Regions from separate parts of the Mus musculus genome. Here region 2 is linked to region 1. A link is a contact called in public HiChIP or PLAC-seq data. All regions are on one chromosome and are shown on one strand. The core of a region is the stretch at or near the end of the contact, and the rest is flanking DNA. Distances in the headings are between cores, read along the strand shown. Region 1 has its middle 79 kb from the start of Gm52811. Region 2 holds the start of Tbc1d14 (TBC1 domain family, member 14).

Region 1 (3,322 bases), core at 490-2,989:
TCAGCATGCCTATGGCAGTTGGCCCAGGCCAGGACTTTCTGGCTTGCCACTGGGCTAATGGCCGCATTGGCAGCCTGCAGCTGGTGTCACTGTGGCCCACACGTTCAGCTCTGCTAATGACTTGCCCAGATTTTGGCAGTATTGGGCTCAGGAGGCAGTATTGAGCTGTGCCTGCCAGCATGACAATGACCGGGGCAATGACAAATCAGCCATAATGACAGCGTCAGTCTTGGCTGCGCATCAACTCCAGCACATGGCGCACCTCACAGCTCACAGGACAGTTCTGGCAGTGGCCCTGAAGCAGATGTGCAAGCCATTCCACGGTGGAGCGAGACCCTTAGCCACGGTGCCAGCCAGATCTAAGAATGCTCAGACCACCCATGACCACAGCGGGTGACTGGCATGGTCACAGCAGGGACCAGCATGGGAAACAAGTCCTCACGTCATAGTAAGAGCACCAGAGACTCCGAGTAGTGAAGGTGACGCAGTTAATTTTATGACCTTACAGAGTTGTGGGTCAGCCTAGAGAAAGGGCTAGAGTGGCTGGTGCACAGATTTAGTGAAAAAAAAAAAATGGTAGTCTTTATGTTTCTCATCACAGTTCCCTGCCCCTGTGAATGCATTAGCCGAGTTCTTCAGAGAGGTACAAACTTCAGTGATCTAACATAATCCCTACCCCAAACTCCCAATCCTCCTGAATCCCACGATTCCCTTGTTTCTGCTCCATCCCATAGCTGCCTGTGACTTTCCAACCTTGGATAAACTGAGAGCAGAGCCAGGCAAGCAGGCACCAGCTGGGAGCTAAGGAGGACAGCGCCCAGCGCCTCCTGTTCCTGCAGCTGCCTCCTGGGCTCTGGGCTCTAGATATGCCTCAATCTTAAAGTGGACCAGGAGGAGTTGGTCCTTACATTGGTGGGACCAGGGGAGGTAAGAGATGAGAAGGGAGAGAGAGCCCTGGGCAAGAACTAGATCAGGTGAGGGACATGGTCCCATAGGCCCTCAGGTCAAGATGGGAAACTAGGAAAGGAGCCAGGACCTTGTGGCTGCAGTGAGAGTGTGCTCTGAAGACAAAACCACTGGGACTCACTTCTGGCTGAAGAAAAATGTCACTGAGTGCCTAGTTTGGGGCCTGTCAGGGTGCTGAGTAAGAGACAGGCACGGTCAAGCTCAAGAGAACAGACAGTGTGGAAGTGGAGTATAAAATGCTGGAGCCCCACCAGTGCCTAATGGGCCCATGTGCTGCTCCTGGGGAGAGGGGTAGGCTGGGACAGGACAGCAGCCAGCTTACGAGTGAGTCACACCACAGTGAGGCCACGGAGATCAAGTGTGGTGGAGCCCAGAGCAGAAGGTACCCATCTGCAGGACAGGGCAACACAGGCAGATGTGCTGGGCCCATTCCCAGGACAGGGCAACGCAGCCAGATGTGCTGGGCACGCTGTATTCTTAGGAAAGTCAGAAGTGAGGTGGGGATACTGAGGAAGCAGAAGACAGGAAATTATCTGGGGAAGAGAGAAAAATGGCCATGGGGGTGGGGCAAGCAGGAAAGTCGGCAAAGGGAGGAGGGCCTCTACAGATTTGGATCACAGAACCGAGTGGAGACCACCCTAACTATGGTGTTCTGAGCTGACAGAGTGGTGTATGTGTGTCCTCAGGCTACTGAAAGGCTGCAGCACCTCCAGACTCCATGCCTTCTTCCCGTGAGGTCTAGAGGGTTTGATCAGATCACGTGGCCAGCACAGGAAGCCCTTTGGTGTGTTTTGGTGCCTTCTGCTCCGCCTGTCAGCTATAAAGCAGGAGTACTGCCTCCAAATATAGACATAAGAGACAAGATGGCCAGCGCACCCGTAGACAAGAACTACCAAGGGTCCCCGCATCTGGTACAAGAGACAACCAGAGATGTTGTCATGGTACAGTGTGCCTGGACCATGCAGGGTCAGCAGCAAGCATCGGGTGGAGTGGTCCAACCTTAGTTCTAGGATGCAGGCAGTGGGCTATGATAATGAATTGCAGTTTTCCAGGCTGTGTGAGTTCTTTGCCCTCCCTGTGTGTCAGCAGTCCTTGTCCCACCCTAGCCATGTATCTCAGGTGGACATACCTGCAACCAATTGTGCACTCTGTAAGCCCACTAGAGGGACAGACTGTGATCTCAAGGCTGCTGGGCATTAGACATCACCGCTTTGTAGGTCCCCTACGGGGTGTGATATGAGCTTGGCCCAGTGACATTCTAAGGCAAGCCTATGCTGTGTAGCAAAGGGGATAGAAGCCTCTCTCATGCGTATAGATTTGGGAGTGGTTTCCCTGAGCTGTGCTGTCAGCCATTCAGGTGCCTCCATGATCCCTTAATCTCCCTTTTCAATCATTCCAGATACAGCAAACGGATTGGGCATATTGGTCTTATTAGACCCCCACTTTGCTCCTCAGAGATCCAACCAGCAGTATGTCTTATGTGTAGCACTCAGCATCACATCTGGCAGACCGCTGAGGCAAACATCCCTTAGAAGCAGGGGGCACAGGCTCTGGATTGGCCAGTCTGCACAAGAACAGTCACTTGGCATTTCTAGAGACAGGTGGGCCTGAAGAGAGCCACACTGTGGGCCAGCTAGACTCCTAGAGGGGAGGCTTGCACCCTAGGCAGGAAACAGCTGCTCTGCTCTGCCTGGTGCTTACGAAGGGTCCTTGTTGGGGCATTCACCATGTTCCTGTACTGCCTGGCTCCCACCTTCAGCTCAGGAGGAATGCATACCTGTCTCCTCCCATGGAGCCTCTATCCCAGATGTGCCTCCCACCTGAGCTCTTGACTGCCTTCCCATGAGGAGAGAGGTGTTTTTAAACAGCCTTATAAAACCCATGTCTCTGTCACAAACTTCCCAAGTCACAGACATCTAATAGTGTTTCCTGCGGAGGCTCCTGCTGTGCACCTAATAGGCTCTGTGACAGCGGGTTACAGACTATAAGCCACAGCACAAGTACCCTAGGGGGCTCTGTGGCCAAGCACTCAGTCATCCTCTGCTTTAAATGACACTGAGGAGACCCCTCATTCTCATCCAGCCCACCGGGACTCCAAAACCAAAGACATCACTTAAAAACTGGCTCAGTGACACTTGGCCAATGCTTAGGTCTCAATGGATGACCCTGGACAAGTGAGGGTAGGTTCTTCCTTCTCAGAGCCCCAGGGGCCCCCACAAACTGAATTTCTCTGATGAATAGCTCTGTGACCTCACAGTTGCCCTGAAGTCTGGGTCCCATCTCCAGATCCAATGCAGTAAGATCCTCCATCACCTGTGATCAATGGCTGGGCTGCGCCCATTACCCAGTACCTAAG
Region 2 (3,322 bases), core at 419-2,918, 580 kb before region 1:
TCTACCCTCCTGCCATTGTAAGTTGGTGCTTAGAGTAATTACAGTCATGATCCAGAAAGGGAAGTTGAAGCCAGTGTCTATCAAGTAGTTTGTAGGCTCCTAGAATGGCTAGAGTCTGGAGTCCCCCAGCCCAGCAGACACCCTACTTGGATGGGTCTCACGATGAAAGTCAATGCTGTCAGGCTCTCAGGTAGACCTTCTTCCTGTGCATTGAACAGGCACAGGGCTGGGCTTATTTAGCTGAAGGCTCTGGTGTGATGGACTGAGAACCTCATGGCCTCAGGTGGCTGGGTGGGACCCGACATTGTTTCCTTGTGAAACAGCACATGCCATGTGGAAGTTTAAAAGTTACAACACATGTGCAGACCCAAGACACTCAGATATGGCTCGACTCTTGGTCTGTTTCTTCTCTCCTCCCTACCCTCCTTGGAACTGAAGTCAGGCCACTGAGCTATCCCCCAACCTCTCTCTGTCTTCTTTCATCCCTGGGGACGGTGTGCATTTCATAGCTTTTGATATAGCCTTGGTCTTGTAAGCCCTTCCTCTGGACTGTGTTCAGATTTGTGAAAATATTTTAAAATATTTGAGAGAGTTGTACAGAGGTTGAACCATCACCTAATGTTTTGAAATGAATGTACAATTGAAACAAAAGTGGTGGTACATTCCTATAATCCCAGAACTGGGGAGGTAGACTCGGGAGGATCAGGAGTTCAAACTCATTGTTTTCTAGGTTGCAACTTTGAGGCTAGCACAAACAGAACTGTAACCAAGACAAATGGATTTCCTCCTGCTTGCTTCCAGGTACCTGCCAGGGCAGGGAAATTCCTCTTCCTGTAGGACTGTGATGGTTCCAGCCTCATGTGATGGTTCCTGGCTGAAATGCAGTCAGGTTTTAAAGGGGCTTGTTTGTGTTTGTAAATTTTCGGGGTCTGACAACTCCTAGAATAAACCCAAATCATCCCAAGTACCCTTTGTATGGATCCAACAAACACTCATGTCTCTGCTTTTTGAGGCTTAGGAAACGAGTGCAGGTGAGTTCAGGAAGGGAAATGCAGCACAATGACCTGGCCTGATAGAAGACATCCTCCATAGACATCTGGCTTAACTCTGCTCAGCTCTAGCTGACTTCTACCTCCTGAATTATACTTTTTCATAGATTGTGTCTCTGTAATTTTTGCTACTTAAAAAGGTAAAATGTGCATAAAGCCAGGTGTGGTGGCACACACCTTTAATACATAGGTGGATCTCTGTATCTCAGGCTAGAGAAAGATGCTGTCTAGTGAGGCCTCTTCTAGTTCCTAAGCGAGACCATCACACAACTTTCAAAACACACTGATGATGAACCCTGTCTTGTCACCTCCTGAGCCTGCTGGGCGTTGTATACTGAAATATTAAAGTGAAGACAAAAGTTGGCGAACTACAGCGCTAGGCACTAAGCGCAATGAAACAGTGATCAGAAAAGCCCGTTTGACAGGTGACAGGCTAAGGCTATACCGGGAGGGCATTCCAAGGTCAATGATCTGTAACCTGCGCTCACGTGTACCCCTAAATACTCCCGTGGGCTGTTAAGACTCCCCCAGCTGCTGGACAGGGGCGTCCCATCGATGCGCTCCGCCGCTCGGCTCCCCACGCCTGGATCAGCCCCATGCGCTGCTTTCCCCCTCCCTCCCACTTCCCACTTCCAAGATGGCCGCGGGCGGAGCCGACCAGGTAAGGGGCCTCCGCCAGGCGTCTGCGGTGCCGGTATGGACACTGTGACTCTCTCGGAACTTTCCTTGCAGCCCTTCCTGGGCCTGAGGACAGAAAAGGGCCAGGGACACAACTCCCGAAACCCAGGACGGATACTTGGCAGGCCGGAGGAGCAGCGGTAGTAAATAGCAGGCTCCTAAGCTCTACGGAGCTGCGGCGGGGGGCGAGAGCCCTGGCGGAAGAGCAGTGGAAGCTTAGCGGGGGCGTGGCTAGGGAGCGTGAGGGCGGCGATAGGGAGCGCGGGGCGTGGTAACGCTCCTGTCCCCCGGAGTGTGACTAGGGACGAGCGTGGGGTGTGGCTAGTGAGCTCTCGGGGGCGTGGCTCTGGAGTGCGGGGCGTGGCGGTACGCCTGAGGCCCTGGGAGCGAGCGATTTGCGTTGGGTGTTGGGCTAAAGAGGCTCAGCGGAAGGGAAGAGAAGCAGCCTTGTGGGGGCGTGGCTGCGTGGCGTGGGCGTGGCGGGGGTGGGGTCTGGCGCTGGCTGCTTTTAGCCGCGGGCGGCCGGCAAGCACCTGCTGAGGCTGGGCATCTGCGGAGTCTACGCTCTTAGCCCAGCGAGTTGCGGGCCCCACGGGGCCTGGGCTGCGGGCCACGGGCCGGGGAGATGGCGTTGGAGCTGCGGTAGCTCGGGTACTGAGGGGGCTCTGCAGGGTCAAGCTGAGAGGTTGCGGATGGCTGACCGCTGCCACCTGCTGCTGCGTCGGCCAGGCAGGGAGGTCTGAGAGGGCGGCTGGGAGGGCTGGGGTCCGGCTGACGTGCGACTGCCCTCGGCCAGCGCTTGTCGCGACGTGCGCCTTTTCCAGAACTTGGTGAAAAGTTTTCTCCTCAGATGTGGTGCTGCGAGCTGTAGAGGTGTCTGCTCTGTGCGCCCTGAGCCAGCGTCCTCAGACCCCTGTCCTGTTCACATCTCTGCCTTTACTCCTTTTCAGACCCTGAGGTATTCAGATCTCTGTCCTTCTCAAACCCCTCTCCTGTTCAGATCCTGGTGCTCCTCAGACCCCTGGCCTCTTCAGATATGGTCCTCAGACCCCTGATGTGTCTCGGATCTCCATCCCCCTAAGACGTTTTTTCCCAAATCTTGCTAAAGTTTTCTCAGACCGGAGGCTACGATTGGCTCGTCCAACTTTCACGGGGCTGTGGGCTACCAACCGAGTTTGCTCTGAGGATCTGAGCCTGTATCTTCCTCAGATCTCTGACCTGTTCAGACCTCTGTCCCCTTCAGTCCTTCCTCCTCAACCCTTTGTGGTGTGTTCAAATCTTCTTCCTCCCCATGCCCAGTTCTTCTCAGACTGCCAAACCTCTTAAATCTCCTGACCCACTGGGTCCTCTCTGACCTTGGGCCTCCTTATCCTGGTCCTGGACTGCAGAAGGTCCTTCAGGAAGGGACTGTAGACCCCGCTCTACTCAGACTCATTTCCTGGGTTATGTCCTCCTCAGATCTTCTACTCTCTGGCTGTAGGACCCGTTTTATCTCTAGAGACCCTCACAGTACTGGGCATATTGGTAGGCTAGAGGAACAACCTGACCTCTGCCCCAAGCCCTACTCAGGATCTTGTCACCCCTTCTGGGGCTTG

The links. HiChIP or PLAC-seq counts read pairs in DNA pulled down with a chosen protein or histone mark.
Region 2: a contact with region 1 is called in an H3K27ac HiChIP or PLAC-seq map of T-cell acute lymphoblastic leukemia, with 3 times the contacts expected there. The contact joins the promoter of Tbc1d14 here to the enhancer-like site in region 1. A contact is called at or near these places in 9 of 39 promoter capture datasets (the 3T3-L1 cell line, cranial neural crest, embryonic stem cells and 4 more), 4 of 115 datasets of contacts at active chromatin or transcription factors (T-cell acute lymphoblastic leukemia, astrocytes, embryonic forebrain and 1 more) and 1 of 9 other capture datasets (embryonic stem cells).

The regions. Positions count from the first base shown.
Region 1 is chr5:36,004,723-36,008,044 of GRCm38.p6, reverse strand. No RefSeq gene overlaps it. Among named protein-coding and RNA genes, the nearest start is that of Gm52811, 79 kb to the left of the region's middle. Within about 2 kb of position 1,739, at least 36 of the 459 cell types and tissues checked have an H3K27ac peak or open chromatin away from gene starts, as enhancers often do. A contact at or near this core is called in T-cell acute lymphoblastic leukemia, where this site is marked.
Region 2 is chr5:36,580,743-36,584,064 of GRCm38.p6, reverse strand. Tbc1d14 (TBC1 domain family, member 14) reads left to right here and starts at 1,668. Exons shown (of 14, transcript NM_133910.3): 1 at 1,668-1,710.